Linked DNA regions of Mus musculus: all the other regions are linked to region 3. The links are chromatin contacts, called in public HiChIP or PLAC-seq maps. All regions are on one chromosome and are shown on one strand. The core of a region is the stretch at or near the end of the contact, and the rest is flanking DNA. Distances in the headings are between cores, read along the strand shown.

What was found. HiChIP or PLAC-seq counts read pairs in DNA pulled down with a chosen protein or histone mark.
Region 1: a contact with region 3 is called in an H3K27ac HiChIP or PLAC-seq map of T-cell acute lymphoblastic leukemia, with 3 times the contacts expected there. The contact joins the enhancer-like site here to the promoter of 1700019D03Rik in region 3. A contact is called at or near these places in 1 of 39 promoter capture datasets (cranial neural crest), 2 of 15 datasets of contacts at CTCF or cohesin (large pre-B cells and pro-B cells), 2 of 484 Hi-C or Micro-C datasets (the N1E-115 cell line and cerebral cortex), 5 of 115 datasets of contacts at active chromatin or transcription factors (T-cell acute lymphoblastic leukemia, embryonic stem cells and large pre-B cells) and 1 of 9 other capture datasets (embryonic stem cells).
Region 2: a contact with region 3 is called in an H3K27ac HiChIP or PLAC-seq map of large pre-B cells, with 2.6 times the contacts expected there. The contact joins the enhancer-like site here to the promoter of 1700019D03Rik in region 3. A contact is called at or near these places in 3 of 39 promoter capture datasets (the HPC-7 cell line, cranial neural crest and frontonasal cranial neural crest), 4 of 115 datasets of contacts at active chromatin or transcription factors (embryonic stem cells, large pre-B cells and stem cell-derived neural progenitor cells) and 1 of 9 other capture datasets (embryonic stem cells).

The regions. Positions count from the first base shown.
Region 1 is chr1:52,149,229-52,152,466 of GRCm38.p6, forward strand. Stat1 (signal transducer and activator of transcription 1) reads left to right here. Exons shown (of 25, transcript NM_009283.4): 19 at 1,391-1,440; 20 at 2,010-2,104; 21 at 3,005-3,150. Among named protein-coding and RNA genes, the nearest start is that of Stat1, 31 kb to the left of the region's middle. Within about 2 kb of position 1,618, at least 100 of the 459 cell types and tissues checked have an H3K27ac peak or open chromatin away from gene starts, as enhancers often do. A contact at or near this core is called in T-cell acute lymphoblastic leukemia and cerebral cortex, where this site is marked.
Region 2 is chr1:52,429,080-52,432,095 of GRCm38.p6, forward strand. No RefSeq gene overlaps it. Among named protein-coding and RNA genes, the nearest start is that of Gm23460, 14 kb to the right of the region's middle. Within about 2 kb of position 1,757, at least 44 of the 459 cell types and tissues checked have an H3K27ac peak or open chromatin away from gene starts, as enhancers often do.
Region 3 is chr1:52,951,500-52,954,598 of GRCm38.p6, forward strand. 1700019D03Rik (RIKEN cDNA 1700019D03 gene) reads right to left here and starts at 1,341. Exons shown (of 2, transcript NM_144953.3): 1 at 1,116-1,341.

The DNA of each region.
Region 1 (3,238 bases), core at 368-2,867, 800 kb before region 3:
TCTGAGCCAGGATCTTAAAGAGAAATTCTTAAATTATGAGCCTGAAATAAGATATTGATGAGAAAGATGAGCTCTTAACGTCCTTAGAAGTAAAAGAGGAAAGTCCCTTACATAATAAAGTTCTGGGCTTAAAAACCCCAGGATCTTGTGCTGGCTGGGCCCTTGTTGCAGGAGGCAGAGCCACAGTTTTGTCTGATCAGGCATCTGGCCCGTGGCAGACAGTTCTCTCTCAGTGGCTAATGTCAGAAGGCTTATTCATCTTCTACAATGAAAAGTCAAAGCCTCCCTTATCACCGACAACCTGCCAATGAACCGGATATCTGAAGCATGTCTTTAAAATTCCATCAATACCGTTGTCCAGGTTTGCGGTCTGTGTAGCAGGGTGATGCAGACGGTAGTCGAAGTGGGTCTTTCTTAACTGAATGTCCCTGGAAGGGTCTTCACTCACTTGTGCACATTAACAAGGGTCTCAGACCTTGTTCTGTATTCCACATTTGGTGAGATACAAGGATTTTTTTTTCCCTGCTTGTTGTAGCGTATCAGTGGTTTCCCTTAAACAAAGTAGTGGACTTAACACAGCTCAGACCACATGCTGCATTAATTCATATGGCTAATTATATTTATGGCTTGTATCAGTTTGAACAACTGTCCAATTTGTGAGAAGGCTGAGGGATATATCTAAGTACAGTGAGCTTATAAAATCCACCGGAGATCTCGGCCTTATTTGGAACTGCACATTTGTTCTGCAGGGCTTTTGGTGGGGAGGGACTTCATGTAGGCAGAGGAACAGCGGGAAGTGGTGCTGGGTAGAGACAAGGGTGGCTTCTCCACAGAGCCTTCAGGGAGACAGGGGTCATGCCAAAGTCAGATCAGCCTGGAAGGGCGTGTCCTGGGGTGGGGTTTATAGAGCTCTGCCTGCTCTCTGGGAAAGGAGCTAAGAGGCACCAGATGGCTGGCTTGATGTCAGCTTCCTCTGCGCTTTCATAATCCGATCTCAGTAATCCTCCATGCATTCCTTCATGCTGTTGGAATCAAACCAACAGACAGCAGCATGGTGGTGCGCATCTGTCATCTCAGGCTGGCGGAGTCGGAGGCAAGGATGGGAAGCAAGGAGTTTGAGGCCTGACTGAGCTACACGGGGAGACCCTGCCTATAAATAAAGGGGGTGAAACAAAGCCACCATTCGTAGGTTTTAAACTGCTTGTTGGTCCTTTCAGCCTGTGTAACTAGAGGCCCATTTCAAGTTAATATACGAGAGAATATCACCTCTGCTGTAGTCACCCTTTGCAATAGATACAAGAGCTCTCAGTCCAACTAGAGCAGCAGATCAATTTCTGTTTGGTAAAAAGGCGATTTTTGTTTGTTTGTTCGTTTTTGTGTTTGTTTCTAGGCCCTAATGCTGGCCCTGATGGTCTTATTCCATGGACAAGGTTTTGTAAGGTGGGTCCTCCCTGGGTTGTTTGCTTACTCTGGCATGTTCATGTGTCCCCCTCACACCCACTAGGACAAGTTGTTTACCTTCCTACAGGGCAGGAGGTTGGTCTGCAAGCAGAGACCGACCGAGACCAGCCGGCAGGAAGCACCTGCCTGAGTGATAACACTCTCCCACATCCCTCGCCCCAGCCTCTTAATCAGCAGGGCTCTGGCTAAGGCCGTGGGAACCGTGCACGGAGCAGTTGTGCAGAGCTACCCCAGCTCGAGGGCACCTGCACAGGGTGGTGAGACCCTGCACGGTTCGCCAGCAGGAGCTGAGCTGCTCATGCTGGCTTCTGCTACAGTGAGCACACTCTTGTTTTCCAGTCATCTGGGAAGTCACCTTTGCCGGGTGCTGCTCTTGGGAAAGGGAGCCAAGGAGGGAGAAGCTCTAGCAAGTCAGAAAGAGGCAGGGGGAGCCAGCCAGGCATTTCCACTCAGGAACGACTGCCCCTCTTGCTTGATCTGGGGTCTCTTTGGAGGGGCAGGGCAAAGCAGTGCTTTGGTTAACCAATTGTGCATTTGTATACTTGCAGGAAAATATTAATGATAAAAATTTCTCCTTCTGGCCTTGGATTGACACCATCCTAGAGCTCATTAAGAAGCACCTGCTGTGCCTCTGGAATGATGGGTAAGCGTCCCTGAGCGCTCCGAAGGCTGGGACAGAGTGCCGGCCGGCCTTCAGGATTTGGCAGGGGTTTTGCTCAGAGATGCACACTTACCTGGTATAAGGCTCCTTGAAAGGACACCCTCAGGAGATTAAGCATGTCTTAGGATATCTATATTTAGATCTATCTATTTAAAAGCTAAATTAAAAACAAAAACCTCTTAGTGTCATTAATGTATTTATTCATTCTCACAAACATTGTCAGTATTTACTGTACTGCCCTAATAAAGAATCAGAAACCACCAGATGGGGCAGTGCAGATCTTTAACTTCAGCTGAGGCTGAGGCTGAGGCAGGCTGATCTCTGCTCGTAGCACAGCAAGCTCCAGGCAGCCACGGCTGACAGTGAGACTCAGTCTTTTTTGTTAAAAGGAAGGAAGGAAGGAGAGAAGGAGAGGGAAGGGAAGAGAAGGGAAGAAGGAAGGAGACAGAAGGAAAGAGAGAAAGAGAAAAGTGTTTAGCTCATTCAGTCCAGGGATCAACTGATATCTCCGGGGTTCCTGTCAGTTGACCAGCAGTGATGGTGTCTGAAGCGCTGTTACCTGAGGCTGCGTCCCCAGTACAAGATGCATAGGCAGACACTGTCATGCGTGGTGTTTAAAGTCAGCAAGTAACAGCAGACGACGACGCATTGCCTGTTTACCAAGCCACACCCCAGTCGGTGTTCATCCTGATTCCTACTTAGCACATGTATCTATAAGTGAGATGCTCCCTTTAAGTGCCAGTTAAGCATTTTGAAAGCATACATTTTCATAGTATGTTCTCTTGTCAGGCGGCAGCAGGTTTCTTAGACTGTAAGTCAAAATGGAAAATTAAATTCACGAGGGAAACACAAAGCGTCTCCATTCATCTCTTTAATACCCAGGTGCATTATGGGCTTCATCAGCAAGGAGCGAGAACGCGCTCTGCTCAAGGACCAGCAGCCAGGGACGTTCCTGCTTAGATTCAGTGAGAGCTCCCGGGAAGGGGCCATCACATTCACATGGGTGGAACGGTCCCAGAACGGAGGTGGTGAGTGAAGGGTCTCCCTCATGCCGCCCTGCCACACATGTCTGTAATCTGTCGCTGAGGATCAGCCCGTTGGAATAGCTGTGGAAAG
Region 2 (3,016 bases), core at 507-3,006, 520 kb before region 3:
TTATAATAATAAATAAATCTTTGGGTCGGAGCAAGCGGGGCCAACCAAAGTGAGCAGAGGTCCTAAAATATTTAATTCCCAACAACCACATGAAGGCTCACAACCATCTCTACAGCTACAGTGTACTCATATAATACAATCAATAAATAAATCTTTAATAAAACAACCTTTAAGGAGATGCTAGTCCATGTCATTTAATACAGCTGTACAGTGCATAACAATGTTGTGGTGAAAGTTCCCACTAAGGTTATAATGGAGCAAAAGTTGGGGGTGAGGTGTATGTAAATCCCAAAATTTCATCCTAAGGTCAGCAGGAGTAAGATAGCTTCCCCCCTGCCCTGGGCCTGCATCCTCCATTACAAGCAACACAGTTGCTTGTAATCTTTGCCTCATCAGAGGCGGTCACCTAGCCAATAGCCAGGTTAAACTTCCTTTCTCCTTATAAGGTCATGTCTAGCAGCACCTGGAATCCCTCCCTATGCAAATGAGGCATGCCCAGCACCCTGGCCAGAGCCAATGATATACACTCTCTCCTATAGCCCCTACTCACCCTCTAAAAGATTTAAATGGCCTTTGCTCTCTCAATGAACCAAACTCATTCTCTGAAGCTGTTCCCAGGTATGCGTTCTTTGCTCAAGCACTCGCAGCCAACCACGATCCTGACTGCACTCTTCCACACTGGGCTAAGCTCCTTACCCTCTAGTCCAGTCTTGTGTGCAATGGTCCCCGGCTACCCCAAGGGAGAATCGGACCAGACGACAATTGTTTGCTCTAAAATTGGATATGTGTCTGATTTTACTAGGAGATGAGCGCTTTATGGCCTTCCATTCTGACTTTTGAAGACCCTGGTTCTTAAGGTTTCTTTTCTCCAAGTTAAATGTCCTCATCTTCACTTGATTCTCTTGTTCATCCAGACTGTAAGCGGCATTTTACAAACATACAAACCCTGGGAAAACTCCTGCCTGCCCATGGTGCTTTCTGTTCTTTTCATATTTCGTTTGCCCTTCCCTGTATCCCACCCCCACCTCCTTCCTCCTGTCCACTTTCTCTCCATTCAGTTTCAGACTTGGTAGAGGAAACATCAGAGGAAGTTTTCCCTCTAAGCTTAAAGCTTTTTTATTTAGTCCAAGATGGAGATCAGTGGACAACCAGTATAAGATGCTGTTGGAGAATTCCCCAAATTCTCTCACTGCGACTCATCTCTTATCTGTCTTTTGCAGAAGGTTTGCTGACTGGAGACACTGCCTGAAAGTGAAGTTCAGCTTTTTGGTCACTTCCCACAGCCACTGTGATGAGTGTCTGCTCTGCAAACTCCCTTCCTTCACCACCCACCACTGTGGTCCCAGCCTCTGCTGCTTCAACTTCAGGGGGGTTTAAAAAAAAACCCTATCAACTAAAGGGGTATAACAAACCTTTATCAGTCTTTTTAATTCTTTTTCCATTCTAGCCACATACATACATGGCTTAGTGATTAAGAACACTCGATGCTTTTGTAGCGCATTGGAGTTCACTTCCCAACACCCACACAATAGCTCATAGCCATCTGTAAGTCCAGTTATAGGGATCTGACTTCTTCTGGCCTTTGAGGACATCATGTGTGCACCTGGTACACATACATACATGCATATGGGCAAATGAAATACACATAAAATAAAATCATGTGTGTGTGTGTGTGTGTGAGAGAGAGGGAGAGAGAGAGAGAGAGACTCATGATGAGGAGAGTAAAAATCACGTGAGCTTGCAGGTGGTCGCTTTGAAACTGAAAAAATCATGGTTGGTTTCTCTACTTCCTGTTTTAAGAACATTCAGTGTGGCTGTTGTATTATAATGAAAAAGATCATATTTGAAATGCTAACATAATTAAATTAATAGAATTTTTAAAAAGGTTTAGATTATTCAATTATATACATGTTCTATTTGTGTTATGTAGAATTCTTTCTGCCTCACATTGAGATAAGCATTCCAAACTATAATTGATATAGGTCTATCAGATTTGCTTGCCAAGCTTCATCTTGAGTTCTTTTTTGCTGAGGACTCCAGCAAAACGTAAAAATAGGCAAGCAGGACCCCTCACTAACTGTCCCTTAGAGAAAGCTTGACTGGTCAGAAGAATTGAGCTGTCCCTGGTGGCAGCAGTGCACATGGTCCAACCTGAGGGCATGAGTGTTGGAAAGCTGGCCCCACCCTCATCTCCTGTGGAGTGGTGTAAGTAAGCGAGAGATGCTCTCTTTCCCTCACCTCACCCCTCAGGGCCTGTGGCAGGCAGGTGAGTTGGTCCTGCCTTTTCCTGGCTGCAACACTCAGGAGAATGAGCCCTGCACTTCACTTGGGCAGCACACTAGGGCTAGTCCTAGTGGAGAAGATATGGGTGAGCGGGCCCAAAGGTATGAAAGCAGGAGAGCTGACCCTTCTTGTAGGCTGTGGCTCTGGGTGAGCTAGCCAGAGCAATGCTGTAGCACTCACCTGTTGCAGAAAATATTAAAAATGAAATGGCTCGTTCCAGCGCTTGTGCCGGTAACTCTCTGCTTCGGCAGCCTGCTGGCCATGCACTGGCCGGCAATGCCCCCCACCCCTCCCCAGCCTTTGTGGTGCACACCTGGTAAACCCACACTCTGCCACCATACCTTTCTCTCTTGAACTCAGTCGAACAGCCACGTGAAGGAAAATGCCACACAGACTTAGCTCAGAAACCATGGTAAATCGTTTTGCTGGGTACAAAACTCAAATCCTAATCAATAAGTAAGCCTTATTAAATCAAAATCCTCCAGTGGCGAATCCTGACGGATCGACCACTGAAACTGGGAGACACTCATAATTACATCTTGTCCTCACGCTATCCCTGTCAAAAAGGACCTCTCTCCTTCCTCTCTTCCTCCGTCCAACCCGGAGGTCCCTCCTATTCACCCAGTGATTGGCTCCTTCACTCGTTAGGGGATTGGTTCACAAGAAGTCTTCTGAATACATGTGACTCACTCCTTATCCGAAGCCCCTCCCAGGAGAGTGGAATTAGCATACA
Region 3 (3,099 bases), core at 91-2,590:
TTAGGGAGTGAGCTCCAAATTTAAAGTTTTAGACTTTCTTTTCAAAGAGAAGTAGACATCCTGAATGTAATCTTGGAAGTTGAAAGGTTGTTGGCTGGGGCAGGACTGAGGAGACACAAGCAGAAGTCAGCTCAGTGTAAACACGGCTTTTCTGACAGGAGCAGGATATAACTCCAAACACTGAGTTCCTCACACTGAAGTGGCCAATCAGAACCTGGCTTCTGGCAGCAGTGCTGTGTGGACAGCATACTGAAATTGCCTGAGGGCAGACCACAGTTTAAAGTACCCTTATTATCTCATAATGTACCTACAGTTATTTTTCTTACACAGCAAAAAGAAAAAAAGAAAGAAAAGAGTAAATATGAAGTTACTATTTTTCCCAGAACCTTTCTGCTATACTTAATACCATTTCCCATCCATACATACAAGATAGCTGTGTCAGGAAATAAAACCCCTTTCAAAGGAAAAACGGATTTTCTTGACTCGTGCTTAGCTATATTATCCCCCTGAAATTTTGCCAAAAATCTCCATCTCATATATACGGGCAGTGACGGATCTTTAAAAAGAGGTGGACAGTTTACCCACTAGTTTATGTTGTTTTGTTACCTTCAGTAAAAGATGGGGGAGGGGTCAAAACAGCAATAGAAGAGAAACGACTGGACTGCGTCTGGAGCTTTCTCTGGTAGCTGGGCTCCCACTGTCTATTCTTTCATTTCTCTTTCATTTGCATCATTTCCCCTCAGGATTCAGCCTCCCACAGCTTCCAAGAGTACAGACACTCTGCTAATCATGTGCCACTCAGCACAAGCCTGACAGCTTGACTTGTGCATGTAGTGTCCTTACCGGAAAACCTCCATTCATTCTTCAGGTGGGGAGGAGGATGAACCTGCATCTTGCAATGAGCAATGAAATACTTTAGTTTGTGGGCTCGGAACAAGATCAGAAGATGGAGCTAAAGGCTCAATTAAGGAACCTAGGATGTGAGGTTGTGTCCAGGACAGCTGGCTGTGAAATGTTAGATAAAATTAACTACTGCAACTCCGGCTTTCCTGGGTTGGAAAGTCAAAAGGTCACAGCATCGGAGCAGGACACCCACCTTCCAGATGTTCACTTACCCTACACTGCAGCGGGCCAGCTGCACCGCCATCGCAAGTCTGCGCGGCCTCGGCCGAGGAGGCGCGGGCGCTTGGCTGTTCTCATGCCCCTGGCCGCAGCCCGGGCTCCCAGGGTGGGTGCTGCCCCCCAGGGCGGGGCCTCAGGAAGGGAGCCGAAGCCTGAAAAGGTGCGGCATGGCCGGGCAGCAGAGACAACGTCTCCCCTGGAGTAGGGCGGACGTCCTTCGGCAGTGGTCCCGGCTCCTCCCCCTGCACCCCTCCTAATCCACCCCCCTCCTCCCAGAACTGCTCACGAGTTCGCGGCTCGCTCCCTGAAAGTGGAGCCAAGGGACCCGCGGCTACGGAGCACAACCCTCAGTGTTGGCACCGCCAGGGGCTACCCCTGCCCAACAGCATTGGGTTCCAAGCACAACCAAAGGGATCCGAAGTGCTGGGCCACAGCTCGCACTCCCACCCGGCAACCTATTCACACACGGCTCCACCTCCCCAGCAAGATCCAGACCACCAAGTATGAAAGCTAAGTGAGCTTGTATCTCCCTCTCCTGCCCCACATCCCCAGAGCCACCTGGACTGAGACATCACCTGATCTCTGTCCACGTGGGAGCAGGCGCGGCTCGTCCGGTGCTGCAGCGTGGCGCCAGCCCCGCAGGTGATCTCCTGTCACCTGCCCCGGGGCCCTCCCCTGAAGGCTGCGCTGCTCCAGTGCCAGTTTAGCAGTCAAACCTGTTTTGATCCCAACGCCACGCCTCGCAGCTCTACCCTAAGACACCACCAGACCTAAGTACTTTGCCCCAGTGCACTCGGAAGTGCACCAAGCACTTCTAAATTTAAAAATGCGTCCAGTATTGCACTTTTCTATCCCCGAGTACCCAAATATCGAAACGCTTGTTTCTCAAAACAAAACATCAAGAAAGATCATATTCTTACCCTTTAAGGAAACAAGCGCCTCAAAACATAGCCATTATTCAGTTAGACCTCATTCCATGAGATGCCTGCATCTGTCTGTGTGATTCCCATCGTCAGTAACCGCCCCAAGAGAATGACAAAAGAACCATTATTCCATCCTGTCCTACAATGGATTGTCAATGCAAAATTCATGCCCCAAGGGACCTCAGCAGAACTCTCTCAGTTCCTTGCTTTACAGATGCAGATGCTTAGGCTGAGCCCAGCCTTAGGATTGGGGGGAGGGGGGGGCGGGGATGCAGAGATGAGTGGATTCCTGAGAACCCACAGCCAAAGGGGCAACCTTCAGGTTTCATGAAGGACCCTGACTCAAGTAAATTAGGTCCAGAGCAGTTGAAGATGCTACCCAAGGGCACACACACACACACACACACACACACACACACTTCAGCACTTTCCTCTCTCCCCACTCCTAAAGAAAAGCCTGAAGCCTATAGGCTAACATAAACAGGGCCTTTTGGAGGTCCATTTCAGTAAAAAATTAACTCAGAGAGCAAAGGATCTAAGAAGTCCCTCCAGACCTAGCTCAGCTTTAAGTGAATCCAGCATTTTAGTTTAGTTCTGTGCAAATCAGCTAAGGTAACTTTGACCTGAAAATATTGTGCCTCAAACATATCAATTTTTTCATTTAGTGTGATTAATGGCACCAGACAAACAGAATATGAATATTAAATTGATTTGTTTGATAAGCAACTATTGCAGTGTACAAAGTTGATTATATCTAAATGGAGCATGCATTCACATACATTTCAAGCACACTGTGCTAAATAATTATGATTAAATGCAATGTTATTTGCTTGCTTTTATCTTTCTCAGTTCAGTCAACCGATGTTGCTATTATTTTAAGTGATCTCTAGCCCAATCCTGAGTGACAAGTGTTAGGCCTTGATGGGCTCTGGGAGAGAAGAAATTTGTAGCTATCCATCCTAGTTAGCAGGGCAGAGAAGAAAATGTTAGTCTCTGGCTTCCGTCATAATGGAACTCCAGACACAAGCATATTACTTTCTTTATGTGAGTGTGT